Linked DNA regions of Mus musculus: region 1 is linked to region 2. The links are chromatin contacts, called in public promoter capture Hi-C maps. All regions are on one chromosome and are shown on one strand. Each heading gives the region's core, a stretch centred on a gene start, on an enhancer-like site or on the middle of the called end of the contact. The rest is flanking DNA. Distances are from core to core; before and after follow the strand shown.

Region 1 (6,527 bases), core at 1,967-4,466, 350 kb before region 2:
CATAGAGTTGCTCACACAGGTCCCCTTTTCTTCTTCCCTCCCACATTTAGAAACAAGATCTCACTTTGTTAGCCCAGGTTAGCCTCAAATTCTCATTCCTCTCCCCTTACCCTCCCAATGCTGGAACTATAGGTGAGTGCCATCATGCCCAGCCTATAGAGTTCTGTTAGTACATGATTATGGGCTGTGACAAGTCTGAAATTATTGAACCATGGTATAACGCTGGATCTTTCCTATGTCCCTTGTTTGTATAATCTCCTAGACTCTATGTTTTTCAAGCTTATGTTGACCTCTTCCCAGAAACAGTGCATGTGTTTTGCTGGTCTCTATGAAGGTTCCTGAGAAGAGAAGCTCCAGGGAGGTGGGAAGGCTCTGAGTTGAGCAGCAAATATACTTGTATGAAGCAGACATTTACTTAATGTCAGAAAGTAGTACCGATTGTCACGGGTGCTCGATGGTCATGACCAATTCTGGGCAGTTGGGTAAAGGTTTCTTGGAGGAGCTGACCCTGAGCTAAGTCTTGAAGAAGAATGTTTATCAAATAAAGAGGCAGAGTAGGCAATGTAGACTTCGGCTGCTCCCAACGTAAGGCCATAGGCATGGGATGTGATGTGCTGTGTTTGAAAATACAGCTTCAGGATAAATTTGTTGGTTTTATTTGAATGTGACTGCACAGTAATGTCTAATGACCTCTAATCCAGAGGGGAAAGCATTGTGGGAACTACAACTCCCACAATACACAGGGTGTCTACTAGCCTGAAAAGTTGGAACTTTATTGTTCCCAGAATTCCCAGGTCTCTCTCTTCAAAGAGGGAAACAAGAATCCCTGATGTTCTCTCAAGCTGCCTTCCAAATATAACTTTACTCTTTCACCCCAGTTCTTACTTTCCTGCCGCGTACACTTCAGCAGTGTCAAACAGGTTTACGCCGTGCTCATAGGCAACTGTCAGGAGATCTTCTGCTGTCTAGGGAGGCGAGAAAAAGTTGAAGATGAACGGTTGCCCTTAGTGACTTCCCTGCCTGCATCTTAACCCACAGCACTTCAGCCCTGGTCCCCACATTTTCTCTCCTTTGCTCATCCTCTAGCTTCAGGTCCTTTACCCTGCCCCCAGGCTCATCCAAATCCTTTTCTTATTCCCTCGCCACAACCACCTGGACCCTGTTTCTAGGTCCCATCACATATACCTCATCTGAGATCTGAGAGCCAAACGTGACCCAGGTACCTGCAAGAGAGAATTCAGACCCGTGAGAACTGTGGGAGACAGGCCGTAAAATCGTGCCCCTTTTCCTCAGTTTCTGTTCTAACTCACCAAGGCCAAGACAGGACACCCGGAGCCCAGACTTCCCTAGGTTCCTGCAGGATACAGAAGCAGCAGGAAAGGATGAAGCCTCCACTGGGGACTTGGATTATCAGTCCCCAGCTCCTGTCCTTCCAAGCCCTCAAGGGTCTCAGTCCAAAGAAACCAAACCCAGTGGGCTGATGGGGCGGACAGTGCTATCCCATAGCAGAGGCCCTAGGAATATTGTTGAAAGAACAAGTGAACAAAGGCGATTGACCCTAGAGCCACTGTTCAGTGCCTCCGTTCCCTCCTATTATCTCTGCCTTCTGGTTTCCTCTTCCTGGGTGAGGTCCTGCCTGTGTCTGAGTCGTCTCTGTGATGCGTGGAGTAGTGGGATTTGAAAAATGTGGCTGATTGTGGTGACATGTAAACCAACTCAGGCACGTTGATGAGGTCAGTAAAGGCAGCAGCAGGGATGGGGGGGGCTTTGACAGGAAAGTCCAGCTCTCTCTCTTCCTCTCTTCATTGACCTCTGAGATTGAACTAGAGACCCTCCTTCTTTTTCCAAGGCACAGATTAAACAGCCCTACTTCCTAGTCAGGGCTGCTACAGGGAGAAGATTGGATACTTCGGAGGACAAAGGTGGGTCACATTAATGACCTCAGCTCATTCCCAAGCAAAAGTGCTCCCCACCCTCCTTCTGAGAGTCTCTGGCCGGTAGTCCTCTGAGTTAAAAGTAAAATTTTCACAACCCTTCCCGCCAACTCTTGTCTTACAGCATGAGGGCGAAAGATGTGGTCCATCCTTTCAAATGTCCCTTCCCTCTCTAGGGCCCTGATCCTACCCTGGAAAGGTTGAGGGAGACTGGCTTCGGGGCTGGTGGGGGCAATATCTGGGTCAGGCGCCCCAACCGGCCAGAGTGAGATGCTGTTTCCCTCCCTCCTCTCCCCAGGACGCCAACCCAAGGACACTCCATTGGAGGGGGTGGGGGGAGCAGCCTGGAGATCCAGGCGTTCCCCGCTTTTTTACGGGTAAGGAGGACAACTCAGGGGCATCGTTTAGGTATGACAGGACTCTGTCAACCTTGGTAAACTTGATTTCAAAGTTGGGGGAACTAACAGAGGAAGAGAGTGAGTGCGTGTGAGAGAGAAGAGGGGGGGGTGAGCCAGACCTTTAAGCTAAGTTTGAAGGGGTCTTAGGCGGCTAACCCAGAAAGCCTCAGGGGTCCCAAAAGAGGAGCATATGGATAGGCTGCCCGGCCACCCCATACCTGTATTTCATGCCAGTGCCTCGGCCGGTGCTCTCTCGAAGGGCCCCAGCAGGTGCTGGGGGTCTAGGGACCACTGCAGCTCGTGACTTCGAGCTCGGTCCTCCACCCCCCGGAGGGTTCCCATGCCCTCCGCCCACTGGCCCTCCATTACCGCCCCCAGGACCGGGCCGGGGTCCACAGAGACGGTCCTCACTGCTCCGGCTGCGAAGGTTCTGCTCGGTACACGCGATAGACACCTGCATGCCGGATGGCCAGGGCGGGGGAGGGGGCTCCGAGGGAGCGGGAGGAGGGAGCCGGGAAGTCCGAGGGCAGACACCGGTGTGGTGGTAATAGCGCGATCGCAGGGAGAGCGGGAAGGCTGAGAAGGCTGCAGCTAGAGCCGCCAAACGGGATCGGGCCCGCGGGGGCGGGCTGTTGGAGGTCGCGGGTCTTGCGGTGGGAAAGGAAAACCGTGGGGTCGCCCGGAGTGGTGGGTATTCGGGTGCTGGGAGCTGTGATGAAGGGATTGGGAGGATAAACGGGTAAGGATAAAGAAAAGTCGAGGACGGTCTTCAAGGATAGCTACCCAGGAACAAGGGGTAGCAAAAGACGGGTGCCACTTCAGCTGGAACCGCTGCGGGACCGCTGTGCTCCCAGCCGCGTCGGCAGCAAGCCCAGCTCATTAACATTCAGGCCACGCCCCTTCATCTGCATGGAGCCGCCTGCCTCTGAGTAGAACACGCTGCTCATCTGCATAAGCTCCGCCTGCAGAAGCTCCAGAACTTAAATAATCAGTGTGCCTTGCCCAGAACATCCCGTTTTAGGAACGGGGTTCTCACTTTCTGTACTTGAATCGTGTCCGCTTTCATTCCGGTCAGTGGTGTGCACTCGAGAGGGCGTTTTTTGTTCCCCGAGAAAACTAGATTTGGAGACATTGTCACAGCTAAAGGTAAGACAGGATGTGTGTACTACATCTATCAAGTGGTAGCAAAGGTTGCTGCTAAAATTCTAAAACACAACAAAGTATCCAGCTCGAGAGAAATCTGCTGGGAAAACCTCTTTATAGGCTTCAGGGATGTGTGGCTACCCTAGTTCTCATTTTTGTGTGAGTCACACTGGGAGGGGCCACAGGAACTCACACTCAGGCAGCAGAGGGTGACAAAAAGTTTATTCAGTTTATTCTGTGTTTCTCACAGAGTCAAGCAGGGATAAAACTGGCGTAGACTCCTGTGAGCTTCATTCTTATGACTTGAAGGCAGTGGGTGGTAGGCCTTCGGGGGAAAGCTCTCGGAGACAGGTAGATGGAAGGGCTCTCAATGTAACAAGTGAGATGGGCCCAGGCAGTCACAGGTTCTTCTGAGGGGTGAGGTAGATGTTTCAGCCAGCTCTGGCAGAGAAGAAGGGCAAAGATCGGACATAGGAGTCTAGCCGGGATCGAAAGAGCTCACTTTGCACAGTTTGTCCCAGCGGGCACAGAGGATTCTTCACAACAAACTCCACATACAGCTGCGAAAAGGAGGGTGTGTGAGCCTGATGTGAGACACTTTTCATTTTCAATCTCAAACATGGTGTAATCTCGAGAATATAAGAATACACGGGTGGGGTTGGGGTGGAGAGAGCTCAGGAATTAAGAAAGCATACTACTGCTTTTGCAGAGGTTAGTCAGAGCCTAGCACCCATGTTGGTCAGCTCACAACTGCCTGTAATTCTCCAGAGGATCTGTCCTCCACAGACACTTGTGCTCATGTGCACACATACCCTCTACACAATACATATAATTAAAATAAGAAATACATCATTTATAAAAAAAAAACCCAAAAACCTGCACAAGCTCTCCCTTAGAGAAGCTATTACTGTTTAAGGAGCTAAAGGCTCTGGAGAAAACTGAGTTCAACAGGGATGTGATACAGAAGGATAAGGGCAGAAAACCCGAGGGACTCCTAGGGCTCTAGGAGGAAAAGGGTTCCTCTACTGACACTGACCGCACTGTAGATATGGTGTAGAACATCTCGGATAGGGCCCACGCCCAAGTCAGTATTCATGACAACCTTGATTCCAGTGGGAGTCTCGTAGTAATGGAGTTTGTAACGGCTAGTTTGGAAAGACAGAAAGCCATCCTTCCTGCAGAAATGAGTATTCAGACAGGAGTGAAATCACTCCCAAAGAAATATTTGTGATGCCCTCAAGGTCAACTCCTTCCTATTCATATAGATAGTTTGTAGCAGGTTCATTGAGTAAAAACACCTCCGGTCATCCCCACCCCCGATGTAATTGCAACTGCCTTCACTCTCTCCCCACTTTCAGACCATTCCTGTATCCGCTCCTGCCAGCTTCAAGATTCTCGATCCAGATTCAGCCTCTCTAAAACACACCCTCCCCTCTTTGGGGCCACACGCCACTTCCATTCCAAAACAATATCTCCTGTTCCCAAGGCTGGCTAGCTAGCCCTCCCTTCAACACCCCTCTAAAACCACCGTACATGTCTAGCGGGGACATCTTGCTGACAAACGAACGAATGGAGAAGAGCATTCCATACATCAGCTTGTACTCCTGGAGGGAGAGGTGGTAGAATTAGATCTCGGTTATGGAGGGGGGACAGGATGGGAATAGGAAGGACTTGGGATTTGGAGGAAGAGGACTGGACTGGGACTATGTGCATTTGGGGATTCGCTGGGACCCTCCGATCACCTCTTCCTTAGGGATCCCTGCTTGCTTCTTGCGGTGCCACTCGCTGTAGTGTAGACACACTCCATTCCGGTCAAAAAGGTACAGATTGTGGACAGTCATCTGCAAGATAAAGAGCCTCGCTCAGTGGCTGGTACCCAACTCTCTAGAACCTGATTCTTCAGCCAGGTGGGAACCCCACCCCCGGACTCACCGGAATTGCTCTGAAAGAGGGTGACAAGCTACTTCCGGTTTATAAAGCCCAGCTGGGTCGTAAGCGGCAACCTCAAGAACCCTTAACTCCGCCCCGATAGTCTTACTAGACTCCGCCTCCCTCCTGAAGCCAATCCGTGGTCGCCGATGCCGCGCGCATGCGTGCCCACGTTCCCGGGCCTCTGAAGCCCAGTGATGTGCGGGGAGCTTGGTCTCGCGGGCGGGTGACGTAATTCGGTTGGAGGCGGGATTGCAAGCGGTGGGCGGGAGGCTGCCAACGGTTTTGCAAGCTAGTGTCGCGCTAGGGAGGTTGGCCTTTGGTCTTTCTCTGTGGAGGTTATGGGGCTTGGGGGACAGTCCTCCTCATCTTGGGAAACCAGGGCCGACATGCTCAGAGTAGTCGGAGCCAGGTGGTTGCGGTAGAGAATACCAGGCGGCTGGTTGCCGGGTGTATGTCTGTGCGCGCGCGCGCCCCTTTTATTGAGATTTCTTAGGGTGGGATAGGGAGGAATTCTATGGACCTCTGCTGTGGCTTTTTTTTTATCAGGAAGGATTAGAGGGGAAATCCGAGGAAGTCGACTCTGGGTGGGACAGGTGAAGAAAGGGCGAAACGGGGGTGTTGTGGCATTGAAGTCTTGCCTCTTTCTTCACTAAAACCAATTGGGGGACATACATTGGGCCAGCTTTGGTTTGAGGTCTGTTTCAGTTTGCACATTTTGAGTGTGGGGAAAAAAAAAAGCTAACCATGGTTAACCCGTGCCGAAACTGATTTGCAATTTCCAGGACCCTAGTTAGGAGGAAGGAACTGCAGCGGTTCTGTCTCCCTGCATGCAGGTCTTCTGACCATTCCCCTGACTTTCTGCCTTGCACATCCGCTTTTAACCGTTCCCAGGAGTTGGGAGAAAGAATGTGTTTGCCCTCTCCATGGTCTCTGGAGTCAGTGGACACTCCTCTAACCAGAAAGCTCATTTGTTGAGGACCCAAAGTGTCTTCCTCCCTTCCAAATCTTTCTTCTTTGTGAACTTATCCACAAGTTTGGACCCCTCTCAGAACTGAGGCAGGAGTTCCCAGTCCCCTGCTGAGTCCAGTTGTCTCTTCACTGTACATGGCGACAGCAGCCC
Region 2 (6,328 bases), core at 2,887-5,386:
ACACAAAATACTCATTCATAAAATACAATAGCCGGGGGGCTGGTGAGATGGCTCAGTGGGTAAGAGCACCCGACTACTCTTCCTAAAGGTCCAGAGTTCAAATCCCAGCAACCACATGGTGGCTCACAACCATCCATAACGAGATCTGACTCCCTCTTCTGGAGTGTCTGAAGACAGCTACAGTGTACTTACATATAATAAATAAATAAATCTTAAAAAAAAAAACTTTATTAAAAAAAAAAAATACAATAGCCGGGCGGTGGTGGCACATGCCTTTAATCCCAGTACTTGGGAGGCAGAGGCAGGCAGATTTCTGAGTTCGAGGCCAGCCTGGTCTACAAAGTGAGTGCCAGGACAGCCAGGGCTACACAGAGAAACCCTGTCTCGAAAAAAAACCAAAAAATAAATAAATAAAATAAAGCCTTTTCCTGTTTTATTTTTTTGAGACAGGGGTTCTATATGTACCCCTGACTATCCTGGAACTCACCACCTGGTCTTGAACTCAGAGATCCACCTGCCTCTGCCTTCTGAGTTCTGGGATTAAAGGTGTATACGATTATGCCTAGCAAAATAAATATATCCTTTAAAAGGATAATAATATACTTTTATTTTTAGTGAGGCATGGTAGCATGCCTGAAATTCTAGCACTTGGGAGGCTGAGGTACTACTACAAATTCAAATTCAAGGCCAGATTGGACCACATAGTAAGACCCAGTCTCAAACAGAACCAGGAGGCCGAGGGATGGCTTACCGATGGCAATCAATGATGTTGCAGAAGACCCGGTTCAACAGCATCCCACATGGTGGTCTGTGCCTCTGGTTTGAGAGGTTCTGATTCCCTCTGGGAATACATACAGGCCATACATACAGTTTGGTACTTGTAAATAAAAGCCTCATACACATCAAGTAAAATTTAGGAAAGATAACTGAATACTTGTTGCTTTTACAGAGGATTCAGGTTTGGTTCCCAGAACCTCCATGATGGTTCACAACCATCCCTAACTCCAGTTCCAATGGAATCCAACACCCTCTTCTGAACCCCGTAAGTAACACACACACACACACACACACACACACACACACATACACACACACACACACACACACACACACACACACGCAGGCACACACGCAGGCACGCACACAGAGTGCACATACATTCAAGGACAAACATCTCTATGTTTAGAGCCAGCCTGATCTACATATCAAGTTTCAGGCCATCCAAGACTCCATAATAACAAACAAACAAACAAAACAAGCTAGTTTCTCTTGTGTTCTTATGCACTTTATTCCATAATGTACAAACATTTTTCTGAGTGAATATTCATGACCTTCACCAACATTTCAAAGAGACTCATGGCAGGGCTGAAGGCTTGAAGCTGCTGCATACAGGAACTATGTTGCCTTAACTCTTCCATAAAGGGATGCTTGGCACTGATTTGCTGTGTCTCTGGGGGCCAGGGCAGTCTTTGTTTTCCCCCATTTAGATTTATATATTTAATTTTATGAGCCTGCACCGATGCTCTCCATCTGGTCTATCTGGTGTCTGTGAAGGTCAGAAGTGGGCAAATACCCTGGAACTAGAGTTGCAGATGATTGTGAGCCACCGCGTAAGTGCTGGGAATTGAACCCAGGTCCGCTACAAGAGTAACATGTGCTCTTAACTGCTGAGCTATCTCGCCAGGTCCCTCCAAGCCTGTCTTTTGGTTCTTTCAAAGGGCAAGGACCATCCCAGAGCACCAAACCAAACCTGTTCCAGTTGTAGGTTGGCTGTCCCCAGCAGACTGAGAGCTGGAGACACTCACACAATGAGAAGGACAGATGTGTGCCATCTGAGACTTGTCCATGACACCTGCCCTAGCTGCAGCTGGACCAGTTTTCACTGGACTCTGGCTTCCGGGAAGATGCAAGTAGGAGAGCTTGCCAAATAGGTTCTTTCAGATCAAATGACAACAAACTGACCCAGACAGCTCCAGTTTCTTCAGGAGTTTGAGGTTGAACACCCTGAGGTGTCAGCATTGAGAAGAGCACAAGAGATGGCAGATACCAAGGGAGGGATGGTGAATCAACAGTGGGGATATAGAGATCTGCCAAGACAAGCTGGTCTTCCACCCCACCCTCCAAGGAGAGATCTGGCCCTGGGCCTTGGCACATCTCTGCTCCCCACCCTTGTCATATCCCAAGAACCCAGAGACTGGAGAAAGCTGAGGTCTCCAGCTATCTTAGTCCACTGCAGAACTTGAGGTGCGCCAGGAAATCCTAAGAGGAAAGCTGAAGAAACTTTCTCCTCCCTCTGGCTCATTACAGGGCTCCATTCCTGGTACTTAGTGTTATGAACTTGTTAATAGCATTTATGTCCTTGGAGGTCCCTACCCAAGGATTTCTGATCTGCCTGACTGTGTACAAAGCTATTCAAGCTGTTGTTGCTCCTGGTGAGGAGGAGAGACAGAAAGGTCTACATGGAGAGACGTTCATGGCCAGCTCCTTCTATTCCATGGGGGCTGCACCCCTTCTCTTACAGAGTAAACTAGTTACAGGATACCCCCCCCCGAAACAGATTGATCAAGCACACCCACATCTTGTCTCTTCTCTCCCTCCCTCCCTCCCTCCTTCTCTTGCCTGAGGAAGGGTCTCAATATATAACCCTAGCTGACCTGCAACTCACTATGTAGAAACAAGAAACAGGCTGGTCTCAAACTACAGATCTGACTGCTTTTGTCTCTTCAGTGCTGGATGTGCCATGTGGCGTGAGCCACCACACGTGGCCACACTTCACTCCTAACAGTGCTTTAGAGATGAGGAAAAGTTCAGAGAGAAGCCAGATGCCTACAGTAAGAAGGAGTCACCGCACGCCTTTAATCCCAGCACTCGGGAGGCAGAGGCAGGCAGAATTTCTGAATTCGACTCCAGCCTGGTCTACAGAGTGAGTTCCAGGATAGCCGGGGTGGGGGCACATACTGAGTACACTTAAGAGGCTAAGGTTCAGTTACGGGAGGGAGGGAGAGGGAGAAGGAGAGAGAGAATCTAATGGTAGAGGCCCCTGGGCTCAATCCCTAGCATTGCAAACAGTAAGTGGACAAGCAAAATCCTCCATCCTTAACCATCTTCACAACTCCCTGACTCCATCTGCCTGCCCTCCCCCTTGCATATTTGCATTTCCTAGAGTACACACTGTGCTAAGTTTCTACACCTATGTCCCGGCTAGAACATCTCTAGGATGCCCCCAAGAGCTCTGTAAATCAAACTTCAAGACGCAAAGCGAGTTCCACTGGTACTTTTACACCTTGGCGAGGTGGACTTTTGTATTGTCAGGCTCACGAAGGAAATGAGCTGCACTCTGAGGCACGTGACCCTTGCCTCCAATTCAGTAAATTATGAGGGTTCATTGGTCGAGGTGAGAATCAACCTCTTTGCCCGGTTCTCAGCTGGGTGTAAAATCCATGAGAGCATGGGTGGCCTCATGGACTCCAGGCATCTAGATTCATCCCGCAGTGCAGCAGTATACCACCAGGCCTATTATGTGCCAAACACTTTGCCAGGTGCAAGAGATCAAGGATGAATGGAGAAATTAACTGGGAGGATAAAAGTTGAACAAATACTTAAAAAGAACACTCTAAAAATCCGTAAAGGAAAAACAATAGTTTAATCTGTGCTTTGGCTCAGGTGTGGGAGAGAGCTTCCCCTTGCCCTCCCTAGGGGAAGATTTGAGGGGATTAGAACCGTAATCCTCGGGTTAGGTATCAAGGCTTGAGGTCTGAATCTTAACCTAGACCCACACCTGGGCCTGTTGTTTCCCCAAGTCCCAGCATTAGATCCTGGAGTTAGTGGTCTGGTTGTCGCTCCACTGGAGTCAAGTGGTCCCACAACCCGCCCTTTAACTGAACAACTGTCCTTAAGGGCGGTCTCAAGTGACCTTCTTAGAAGGTATAACTCCTTTACAATGAAGGAGCAAGTGGGCACGAGGGATTAACCCATCACTAGCATCACCAACCCTAAACTCAAGTACAACTGCAAAGCAGACCCCAGCGGTCCTGGGTCTTTCCAAAGAGCCGGGCTTCAGAGACTAGCCCCCAAGGATAGCCCCGCCCCCGAAGCGCGGGCGCCGATTGGTCAGCGTGCTCGCAGGGCGTGACCAGATCTTAAAGGTCCCATTGCTTAGTAGGACGGGAGGAGGTAGTGGGTGCTCCGGGAACACCAGGGGAAATGATGTCTCAAAGGCTCATGTAGGTTTCTTTAAAACCTCGCTAATGTCCAGACTCAAGTACTAGATCTATGGAGCCCAACAGAAACTGTCCACTGTTCGGAGGCGCCTTCTCCGCCATCCTCCCTACAGGGGCCATTGATGTGAGGTGAGAAAGCCAGCCTCCCCGGAGGCCGATCGGGTGGGTTATGGGAAAAAGCCAGAGACAAGAGGGTTCCCTGTCCCTCTCCAGTGACCTCCGACCGGTGCCAGACAACCAAGAAGTTTTCTGCCATCCTGTGACCGACCAGAGTCTGATCATAGAACTTCTGGAGCTGCAGGCCCACGTGCAGGGCGAAGCGGCTGCGCGGTGAGAAAGCTAGCCAACGGGAGGCCGGGAGCCGAGAAAGTGGGCGGGGTCTGTGGCTGGACGGTTATTCAGGACGAAAACTCCCAAGGGCAATAGCAGACCAGGCTCGAGGGTGGGGCTGGGTTATTCAGACATGCTCCTCCTTACCACTGTTCCTCCCATGCCAGGTACCATTTTGAGGACGTTGGCCGGGTGCAGGGGGCTAGGGCTGTGCACGTGCTATCTGTGCAGCCTCTCTGTTTGGAGAACTTATCCCTGAGAGGCTGCTGTCAGGATGCCTGGTCCCTTTCTGGCAAGCAGCAGGTAGCTAAAGAAAACCAGCAGGTGAGGGCTATGGCGAATGGGACGCCCTGGAGTCGGGGAGGGATAACTCCAGGTATCCTGGTAAGCATGCTGATTCTGATCCCTTTAGGTAGCAAAGGATGTCACACTGCATCAGGCCTTGCTGCGGCTGCCCCAGTATCAGACTGATCTTTTGCTCACCTTCAATCAGCCCCCGTAAGGACGAAAGAGCGGGTGGGAACCTCCCAATTGGGTCCCCACGACAATTAAGTTGGGTGGGTCAAATTCCTTCAAGGAAGCAGAAATAAGCCACAGGCTTTGGGGGAGGAGGGTCAGGTCTTCTGGGGGATAGGAAGTGTGATCTTGCAAACCTCAAGCCGGACCATTTTCCTTCTCCCTCTATTCCCTTACCCTAAGGTGTCACAGCAGGTCTCTTGGCCCTGAAAATCTGTCATGTCCACCTTGGAGCCTGAGTAACTTTGAACAGCTGGTAACTAGTTTGACTCTTCATGATCCCAACCTCTTTGGTCCCCAGTAAAGATCGTTGAGACACAACGTGCTACTGAGGACTCGGGGACCCAGTTCTGAGAGGGGGAGTTTCTTTCTGCTTCTTCCCTGGATGTAAACATAAGACACTTCCTCTGCAGAAATAAACTTGCTTTATGAAGAACATAATTTCTGTGCCTTCAAATCTAAGAGGACACCTGGGTCTCCCAGTTCCCTTTGGTCTTGGAAGGGGGGGGAGTTAAAGCTGTGTATAGGAGCAGGGAGTTGGGGGGAACCCAAGAATGGCAGTAGAAATATACTTTGGAGTGACTGATTCAACCCTGAGATGGGTATGAAATATATCGGGGGATTTGTGGAAAAATTTAAAGCAAGACCCACTCAGTGACTCAACCCTAGGAGAACAGAGGAGTGGGCGTGGCTGTCCCCCTTAGGGGCATTGAGAGGTCAATCTGTCAGCAGTCACTGTGATAGGAAGTAGAGGCAGAGGTGCCCAAAGAGTGTTGATCTGGAGTTACAAGAGAGTGATTGTTATTTAGCATATGTGTTGTAAAAGGAGCGCAGCTGATCCCAGAAGAAGAGGGAGAGAATAGTGTGGGGGCCGAGGCGAAAATAGGAGGCACCTATACCCTTGTACATGCCAAAAAAGCCCTCTGTCCGCGCTGTCTGCAGCAGAGCGTCCAAGATCCCCCGGTACATGAGGCCCTGGAGCACGTCAGAGAGGAAGGGAGAGCACAGGAGGTGCATGTCAGAGCCCGCCGGGGCCAGACACCTTTCCAGGCAGCATCTGAGGATCTGCTTGCCCACCCCCAGCTCTCCCTGTCAGCCTGGACCCTGCAGTACTTCCTTACCTTGCCTCGAGTATCAGTGGGTTGGTTATAAAGTCTTGTGCTGGCTACATCAAAGGGTGTCATTGCCACGACTATGGCGACACCACTCACCATGGCAGCGGCCAGAGCCACCTTCCAGCTCTGGGGAGGGAAGATCTATAA

Evidence for each region. Capture Hi-C pulls out chosen DNA fragments and counts their contacts.
Region 1: a promoter capture Hi-C map of adipose tissue shows a contact between it and region 2. The contact joins the promoter of Kcnab3 here to the promoter of Rangrf in region 2. A contact is called at or near these places in 1 of 484 Hi-C or Micro-C datasets (CD4 T cells), 1 of 115 datasets of contacts at active chromatin or transcription factors (pancreatic cancer cells) and 2 of 9 other capture datasets (adipose tissue and liver).

What each region holds. Positions count from the first base shown.
Region 1 is chr11:69,322,947-69,329,473 of GRCm38.p6, reverse strand. Kcnab3 (potassium voltage-gated channel, shaker-related subfamily, beta member 3) reads right to left here and starts at 3,216. Exons shown (of 14, transcript NM_010599.4): 1 at 2,551-3,216; 2 at 1,311-1,354; 3 at 1,186-1,223; 4 at 886-965. The coding sequence starts at 2,792. It overlaps Trappc1 (trafficking protein particle complex 1), which reads right to left and starts at 5,488. Exons shown (of 5, transcript NM_001024206.2): 1 at 5,408-5,488; 2 at 5,218-5,316; 3 at 5,009-5,079; 4 at 4,512-4,650; 5 at 3,681-4,035. The coding sequence starts at 5,316. The coding sequence ends at 3,907. It overlaps Cntrob (centrobin, centrosomal BRCA2 interacting protein), which reads left to right and starts at 5,601. Exons shown (of 19, transcript NM_172560.3): 1 at 5,601-6,527. The coding sequence starts at 6,512.
Region 2 is chr11:68,971,663-68,977,990 of GRCm38.p6, reverse strand. Rangrf (RAN guanine nucleotide release factor) reads left to right here and starts at 4,136. Exons shown (of 5, transcript NM_021329.3): 1 at 4,136-4,349; 2 at 4,434-4,550; 3 at 4,718-4,874; 4 at 4,963-5,048; 5 at 5,250-5,507. The coding sequence starts at 4,273. The coding sequence ends at 5,370. Slc25a35 (solute carrier family 25, member 35) reads right to left here. Exons shown (of 5, transcript NM_028048.2): 4 at 6,188-6,322; 5 at 5,476-6,041. The coding sequence ends at 5,868. It overlaps Gm32384 (a long non-coding RNA gene), which reads left to right. Exons shown (of 4, transcript XR_001780244.1): 4 at 950-987.